Linked DNA regions of Hordeum vulgare: region 2 is linked to region 1. A link is a contact called in public Hi-C data. All regions are on one chromosome and are shown on one strand. The core of a region is the stretch at or near the end of the contact, and the rest is flanking DNA. Distances in the headings are between cores, read along the strand shown. Region 1 holds the start of LOC123440951. Region 2 holds the start of LOC123440953 (cytochrome P450 94A1-like).

Region 1 (4,322 bases), core at 692-3,191:
TGAAAATGAAAAGGTCTATTGCATATTGTGGTCCATTGTAGACTGAAACATGTTGTAATTTTCCACCAAGGCCAACATTGTAGCTAACTTGAACGAATCCAGGACACTTGTGATCAACGCAAACCTTGTTTGATATGCCACCACGCTGTTACCAAGTTTACAAAAGGTAAATAAAATTCATCTCAAATTGTGTTTGTACTTCAAATAGAAAATTGATGCACTTGATAACATAATGTAAATCAAAAGAATTATGTATTACCCAACCAACATGAAACCTTCCAAAGCTATCACCAAAGTAGCTTGGAGATACAGAATAAAAAGCTGTAATACTGTCAAAATGACCCCTTGGTCCATTGCCAATTTGAATCCCTGTTTGACTGTAACTATCACCATCTTTATAAACCTTTGGCTCATAAACATTTATTTTAGCTTGGACCCCATATAAATCATCCGAATATCTTATTCCTGCCTCCTACAAGAAAAAATGATTAATGTTGGTTGATGTGATGACTAGATATAAGTCTAATATAGCATATGAGTTGTGAGATCAATCATTATAATTGAATGTTGTAACCTGAGAGGTAGAGAACAATATAGATCAACCCCCTAAAGCTAGTATTAGATATACATTGTAAAATAAATGAAATTCCTCCATATTATGATTAAAGTATATTGATGCAAAAAATATTATTTAGTAGAAAGTACTATGTACGGATGTATGGTATAAAATTCAATACTAAGTACTCAAATACCCTTTATATATAATATATCGATAGAGAATATATAATATATCCTCCTCCTATGTCTCTATTTATTCCAACTTTCTGTTTGGCGACTAGTTGTTCAAATTATTGATTTTGTGACACGCCACCATATGTTCACCTTAAAACATTCATCAGAAGACTGGCATTCCAAGATGAATTTGCATTGGCATTCTAAGATGAATTTGCATCGAATAATATTTTGGAAATAATTTTAATATGTTGCCTTGATTTTAGTTGCATAAACAAGCTATGAAAACATTGTCATACTGAAAATAAAAATAGGAAACTCACCTCTATTTGTACATCTTTGTTAATAACTTGATCAGTATTGTGTGTTGTTGTTTGGTCCCTTCTACTACTACGTAGTATTGGAACCATTCCTGTTGAGCATTCGACGATAGGCAAATCTGCTTGTGAGGCGACATGTAGGACCGGAGAATTTATATTCACTCCGACTGGAAAAGAACTTGGTTTCATCTAATTGTCAAGGAAAATTTTATCACCTTATAATCATTTATATATGGCGAACACAACATCAAAACACTAATTGTGTAATTTGATTCATCAGAGACAAAGGTCACATAGCACAAGATATATTAATTTCAGTCATTTTTATATTTATGATTAAAAAGTACAGTATGAATAGATGACAATTATGATTTCAATCTCAAAGGGAATAGAGCAATCTATGCTATGAAATACTATACTTCAATAAAAGTATTATGAAAAAACTCATGCTCTATTTTCATAAATTGCTACCTAGATAAAATACATGTATCTGAAATAACTTACAGTTAATTATCGACAATAATTTGAAACAAAGAATGAATATAAATCATATATTTATGAATGTAATTTACCTGAATTTTGTGGTCTTTCAAAAATGGGTGGTTAAAGGCGGGTTGCCGATTCACATCAATACAATCATAGACATCTCCATCTTGCATCTAGTTTGATGTTTCCTCTACTTGTTAGGCACAAAAAAAAGCTAAATACACAAAAAAAAATATGTATAATTGTTGTTACCATGGTTTTATTAACTTGTGGGTATGTGAGGATCTCGCTAGTATTTTCCCATTGTATTATAGTTTTTGCACCTTTTCCTCTAGTGCCTAGAACAAGATATAACAGTACAAGGACCACTCTAATACCTCGCCTTTCTTTCATTCTCGGAACCTCGAATGGTAGATTTTCATTGTGCATATACAAACATATATATATATATATAGGGTTTCGAGCTTACCATAAATTAAATGATGGCCACGAATGATCATATTTTATATACGTATATAAAAAGCATATTATTAAATTGTAGAAGATATGATACTTATAGCATTGCCTGCATGTCATTTATTACATGAATATCAAGGTATTTCATCGTACAATCTGAAAAATTAATGTAGAGAACATATTATTGATTGTACATATTTTAATAGGAGAACACAAATAATACATGCCCTTTTAGATGTCCACACGATATACAAGATCTAAGGCCACTAACTTTTGCCATAATATATAGTTACACAAGAAAATTATTATATTATAGATATTATTTTCAGGACAAATCTAAATATATGATTTAAAAGTCTTCAATCTAAATTACTAAATCGATATTTATAGTCAAATTCTAATGACTGACGCACTTAGATTAGTAAAAATGAGTGTTGCTCCTGATGAAAATTTTGAGCTCTCTAGTGCATGGGGAATTTTCCCACATCCCAATTATTCACCCACCTCCCTGCAGGCAAGGATAGGCGAGAAAGGCCCATCAGACACTAATTCTGCAAGAAAAACTCTAGACGTCAAATAGGTCGGTCTTATCATTCTGGTACGATAGCCTGCCTGCCCGACCCATGGTGGGCCTCGCCTTATACGTTTATAAACGGGTCGCGTCTCACCCATTAAGCTTGGTACGAGTGTCACTACAACATGATCCATTTAGTTTTTTATTATTTAATTTATACTTTTTATATTTATATGGCCCAATAGAGCAAATACATGCCCAAAACAGCCCAAAAAGCTGAATCCTAGGCTAAAAGTGCAATCGGGAGACACGTTTACAAAGGGGGCATGCCTGCGCGCGCTGGGGAGCTAGGCCGCATGCCGGCTTGCCACCACCCATACAATTGGCATGCCTGGTTCGTATAGCCCAGGGTGGGTCGTGGCATGCGAGCCTATATAGCCACCTTTCTTACAAACCCACGGTCGACAGAGTCGTTGTGAGAGAAGGAAAACGCTATGCGTCGTTCGTTGCCGTGAATTATCGGGCAATGGCACGAAGCAGCTATGCGAATGACCAAACTGGTCCGGCCCACTTCCAGATCTACCAACTGGGTCCAACTGGTTTTGGGAACCTTCTAGTAGGTTCCCTAAACCCGGTTTTTTCTTGTGTTGTTTCTTTCAGCTTTATATTGTTTTTCATTTTCCTTTTTCATTTTTCCTCTTTTTTTCTATATTCGAATTTATTTTCCTTTTCGGAAGTGTTCATAAATTCCGAAATGTTTGCATTTAAAAAATCAAAATTTCTGACAATCTTTAAGATTTCAAAAAGAAATCACAAATTTTGGAAAATGTTCAAAATTAAAATAGATAAGAATTTGAAAAAAAATGTTTATAAAATTGCTAAATCTAAAATATCAAAAAACCGAAATCTAACGATTTTTTTTGATTCATTCAACCATGAAGTACCATAGGTATCTAGGAAATAGTTACTTCCAAGTAGAATCTTCCCTAGATACCTAAAATCCATTTTATTATTTTATTATGATCCATTTCGCGAAAATATAGATTGTACCAAAGATGCAAAATTTTCCAATTTTTGTTCATGTTTTCAAAAATTGTTCGGAGTATTAATTTTTAGTCTGAAAATTTGTAAGCAAGTTAATTTTTATTCTGAAAATTTGTAAGCAAGTTAATTTTTATTCTCATTTTAAAAAATAAATTCGAATTAAAAATGTGTTCCAATTGTACTCCTCATCAAAAGTTTGGAGTTTCATAATTTGTTCTTGTTCTCAAAAGTTGTTTAGAATGTTTATTTTTGTTCTCAATTTTCCTAAATTTGTTCCAATTTTTCAAAGATTGTCTGCCTTCCCCAAACAAGTTATCATTTTTAAAATATTTTTCATTGATTCAAAAGATATACCTGGAGAAGGTTTTTAAAATTTTGTGCCTAAAACATTTCTTCCTGGATTCAGAAAAATGTTCGTGTTTTTAAATTTCATATGGAACTTTGAAAAATGTTTTACCTAGTAATGTTTAGAATGCGGTAGCTAACATGAATCAGCATCCCCTGTAGTGCTAATAATAGTTTTTATGAAATCATAAATGTATCATATCTACTCAATTAAAATTGGGTAGCAAACATATACAATAGACATTTTCAAAATACAAAATGTAAAGAAGATATTTATTAAAGTTGCATCCGAAATGAAAATTTTGAAATGATTAACGCGCAATATAATAGAATATTTGAAATGTACACTTTTTTCTAAAGTATTTTCATATATAGCATGTTTGATTTGGAGTCACAGTTTGAAAAATATATATAAAAAGAAAAAT
Region 2 (4,211 bases), core at 961-3,460, 310 kb before region 1:
AATCTTGATTTCCACAATGCTCAGGCGGCGGCTAGAAAAGATGTGGGGAGAGATTTTTGGATTTTGCAAGCCCAATTTGCTATTGTGAGAGGACCGGCTAGATTTTGGAATCAAAACATGCTTTGGTACATCATGCATGCTTGTGTGATCATGCACAACATGATCGTCGAGAATGAGCGTGATTTAGACTACTCTTAATATGAGCTCTTGGGACATCCCGTGCGAGTGCGGCGGAAGGCTGAAAGGGTGACCCGTTTTGTTGCCTCTTATCATGCCATTTGGTGTCCCAAACAGATGTTGATCTTCAAAAGGATCTCATCGAGGAATGGTGGACATGGAATGGCTGACAGAGAGTATCATGATTTATGCATTTGATGTTGTATTGTTGTATTGTTGAACTATTTGTTATATTGAAAGATAAACAATTTGTTGTATTGTTGAACTGTATGTTTGAGTTGTAAAAACTATTTGTTTAAGTTGTAAAAACTATTTGTTTGAGTTGTGTTTGATATTTTTATTTGTATTTAAGAACATATGTTGTTTGAGCGATAGCGCGAGCTACATGTACCGCGTCTGTTAGAGATACACACCCGCGCTGCATTTTACAACGTCCATTAAAACCACCGCTGACCGCCGCTTCAAAACAAACTGTTTTTAACGCGCCCCGCGTTGAAGATGCTCTGAACGTAGGTCTCGCCTAGCACCTGGTTTCCCCCCTACCCAGCGTCTAAACATCAGATAGCCCAAGACGTGGTTGATAGACTAGAACCACTGTTCCTAAATAATACTCCTTTCGTAAAAAGATAAGACCATTTAGATTACTATACTAAAAACTGTTCAAAAAATGGAGGTACTAGTACTAAGATGTTTTTGCAGTTTGAATTTGAACTTAAAAAGCATCTTACATTTAGGAACAGAGAGATAGTACTGTCTAAAAGTGACCCTCCCGCTTCTTGATCCGCACGCGGAGCCCGCCCTTCATCCTCAGCGTCGCACCCAACTCGTACAGCGGCGGCGCGTCCATGCTCACCGGCGTCTCCACCATCTCCACCGCAAACCTCCGGATCACGGCGGCCGCCACGGCCTTCATCTGCACGTACGCCATCTCCTTCCCGAGGCACGTCCGCGGCCCCGCGTGGAACACCGGGTACCTCGCCGCCTCCACTGCCACGAACTCGCCGCGATCACCATCGAGCCACCGCTCGGGTCAGAACTCACGGCAGTTGTCCCCCCACAGCCGCGGCATCCTACCCATCGCGTACGCCGAGTAGTCGGCGAACCAGCCGGCCCGCACCGTCGTTCCGTCCGGCAGCACGTCCCCGGCGGCCGCCACCCGCGTGTTGATCGGCACCGGCGGGTACAGCCGCATCGCCTCCGTGAGCGCCGCGTGCAGGTAGTGCATCCCCTTCAGCTCCTCGTACTCCCCGGCGTCGTCTCCGTGTGGCGTGCGCGTGACCTCCTCGTGCACGCGCCGCTCGCAGCGCGGGTTGGCGGCGAGAAGCCAGAAGAACCAGGTGAGCGCGGTGGACGTGCTGTCCTTCCCGGCCAGCACGAAGCTCACCACCACGTCCCGTAGGAACCGCCGCTTCGCGTCTGGCGAGCCGAACATCGCGCCGAGCTCGCCGCCGCAGGCTTCTTCGTCCATCGCCGCCGCGAACCGCGACAGGAGGTGCTGCTCGCGCTCGCCGTCCTCGGCTGGGGACGGCGGCTGCTCTGCCTCCAGCATCCCCATCACGTATTCGTCGATGACCCCGATGGCCTCGCGCATCCGCCGCTCGCTGCCGACGTTGGCCAGCTTCATGGCCCTCCACACCAGTGTCGTCGGGTGGAGTATCCGCGCGAAGGAGATCTCGGTTCGGGTGCGGACAGTGGTTCGCGCTCGCCGCGGCCGGTGTGACACGGCGCCGACGGAGGTAGACGGCGAGGAGGACATGGAAGAGCAGCAGCAACAGCGCGATGCTCCTGTCCATGACCACCATGATTGGCGGTGTGGTGGTTGGTCGGTATCTTTTCAGTACAGTCCTAGTCTTGTGATAAACGCGGATTTTTCTTGTGGACGGAGATGGGTCGAGTTTGTGATCGCATCAGGGAAGACGAAGACCAACACGGCGGTCGTCGAATTCTGCTCGGTGTGCGTCATCTGTCAGCGGTGGTCGAGCGACGGTCGAGCCGGAGCCGGGGAAGATACGCGTGAGCTAGGAGGAGGATCGATGGATGCTCTCCTAAGTACGAAATAAATGTATTTTATTGACAATAAATGTCTCGTTGGTATCATAAAAATCAAAATATAAATAACATATAGATAAAACTAAAAAGATAGCAGAACATTTCTGAATTTGACAACAACGCATGTCATCTGCCTTCGATACCATCATAGGAGTTATCGAAGAAAAAAAAGATGAAGGGAAGCGCTAGCGGTCAGACTACTGATGGTTGCCTTTTATCAGAGTAGTGCTGGATCGTTGGATTAAAGTCTCGTGATACGTCAGATTGGAGACGTGAGCCTAGGTAGCTAGCATGCAGTGTATTAATTGCAATTTGTTTTGGTCAACTACTCCGAGATAATCACTTCACTAGCAATAACTTTCTTCTTATTGGTTCTTCTGTGCTTCAAAATCTGCGTTAGGGGAAATGGTGCATCTAGCAAACCGGATGCGCATCTGATGCATCCTATTGTTCATCACCAAGTTCGTGCTAAGAGTGAAAGCATACCAATTGATTTTGCTTTTACCGTTAAATTTGCTTCCATGTCAACTGGAGATTCTTTCAATTGGTGTTTTTTTGGTCCAACATGACAATTTATTTTGCATCGTCTAATCACAATGTAGACATCAATTTCATACTTGCATCATTTGTTTTACCATTGTTATGGACTCTCTGAAAAGAATTAAAATGGTATCTGCATCGGAATAAACACGAATTTGCTTTTGAAGAACTTGGAATTTGCATCGAAAGAAGTGAGCATTTGCTTCCATAGAATTTGGAATATTAATCCAAAGAAATCAAAATTTGCGTTAGACGCCTTGCTTCCAAAGCTCTATATTTTGCTTTCAAATCATTATGATCCTACTTTCAGACTAGAGAATTGCTTCCATACAAATGTAGATCCAAAAAAGTGAGCATTTGCTTCTATAGAATTTGGAATATGAATCCAGTGAAATCAAAATTTGCGTTCGTACAAAAGAATGACGCCTTGTTTCCAAATCTAATATTTTGCTTCCAAATGATTATGATCCTATTTTTAGACTAGAGAATTGCTTCCATACAAATATATATATTCCCACTAAAAATAATAAAAGTTCAAACAAAGTGGGGAATGTTTCCACCATGATGAGCACGTGTCTTCATTAAATCTTGAATTTGCTTCCATGCTCGTAAGGAAGCACTACACCATCTACAAGGGTGTCACAAATTGCAAGCAAAAATGTGAGGACCCAGTCCCTTGCAGTGTCGCCATGTGGATAGAAATGAAGTTTCTTGCTAACTTCTGACGTGTTTCCTGCATTCAGAGTGCGTCATCATATGATGAAGTTAGCAAAATCCGATGAATAAATCCAAGAGAGACAGAGAAGAACTTTATAACTACAGTGCTTCAAACAATGAAAATATCCCTTGCAGGGCGTTTGACACACAAACATATTACCTGAAGGTGTGTGTTGATTCTTACTAGCTTCTTATGTGCTTCCTGCAATCAGAGTACATAACCATGCGACGTTCCCGACGAAAAATCCAAGAGAGACAGAGAATAACTCTACAACTACAATGCTTCAAACAATTGCATAGAAATCTCGGTGTGGTAATTGTTCGTGCTTGGTTGTGAGCACCACATCTCTATAACCTGGAGGAAGAATTAGAGCTTTGTCAATCATTTCTTTAGTAAATAGAATACTAGTGTTGTTACACGGATTTCTGAATTCACATACCTCCAGATCAGTCTTGTATATTAACCATTCAACGAGACCATTGGGAGTTGAGATGGAGCCTATATTCAGAAGATTTTCCCAACCTCGATCTTGAACGAGAGTTCTCCAAGCATCGGGTATAACATGCGTATACTCAACAAATTTAATCGAAGCAAGCATTGCAACCAAAGTAGTAATGCAAATCAAAACAAAGGTGAAATCAAAGATGAAATAAATCTAACCCTAGGTCGAGGATGAGTACATGTGCGCGCCGGATGGGGGGGGGGGGCTGGGATTCGCACGGAGCTT

The links. Hi-C and Micro-C count contacts between places; a contact is called where the count stands out from the background.
Region 2: a Hi-C map of leaf shows a contact between it and region 1, with 9 times the contacts expected there. The contact joins the promoter of LOC123440953 here to the promoter of LOC123440951 in region 1. A contact is called at or near these places in 3 of 6 Hi-C or Micro-C datasets (leaf and seedling).

Annotation. Positions count from the first base shown.
Region 1 is chr3H:598,037,246-598,041,567 of MorexV3_pseudomolecules_assembly, reverse strand. LOC123440951 reads right to left here and starts at 1,941. Exons shown (of 6, transcript XM_045117489.1): 1 at 1,791-1,941; 2 at 1,625-1,711; 3 at 1,056-1,241; 4 at 260-472; 5 at 1-145. The coding sequence starts at 1,931.
Region 2 is chr3H:598,345,093-598,349,303 of MorexV3_pseudomolecules_assembly, reverse strand. It overlaps LOC123440953 (cytochrome P450 94A1-like), which reads right to left and starts at 2,210. Exons shown (of 1, transcript XM_045117491.1): 1 at 949-2,210. The coding sequence starts at 1,933. The coding sequence ends at 1,208.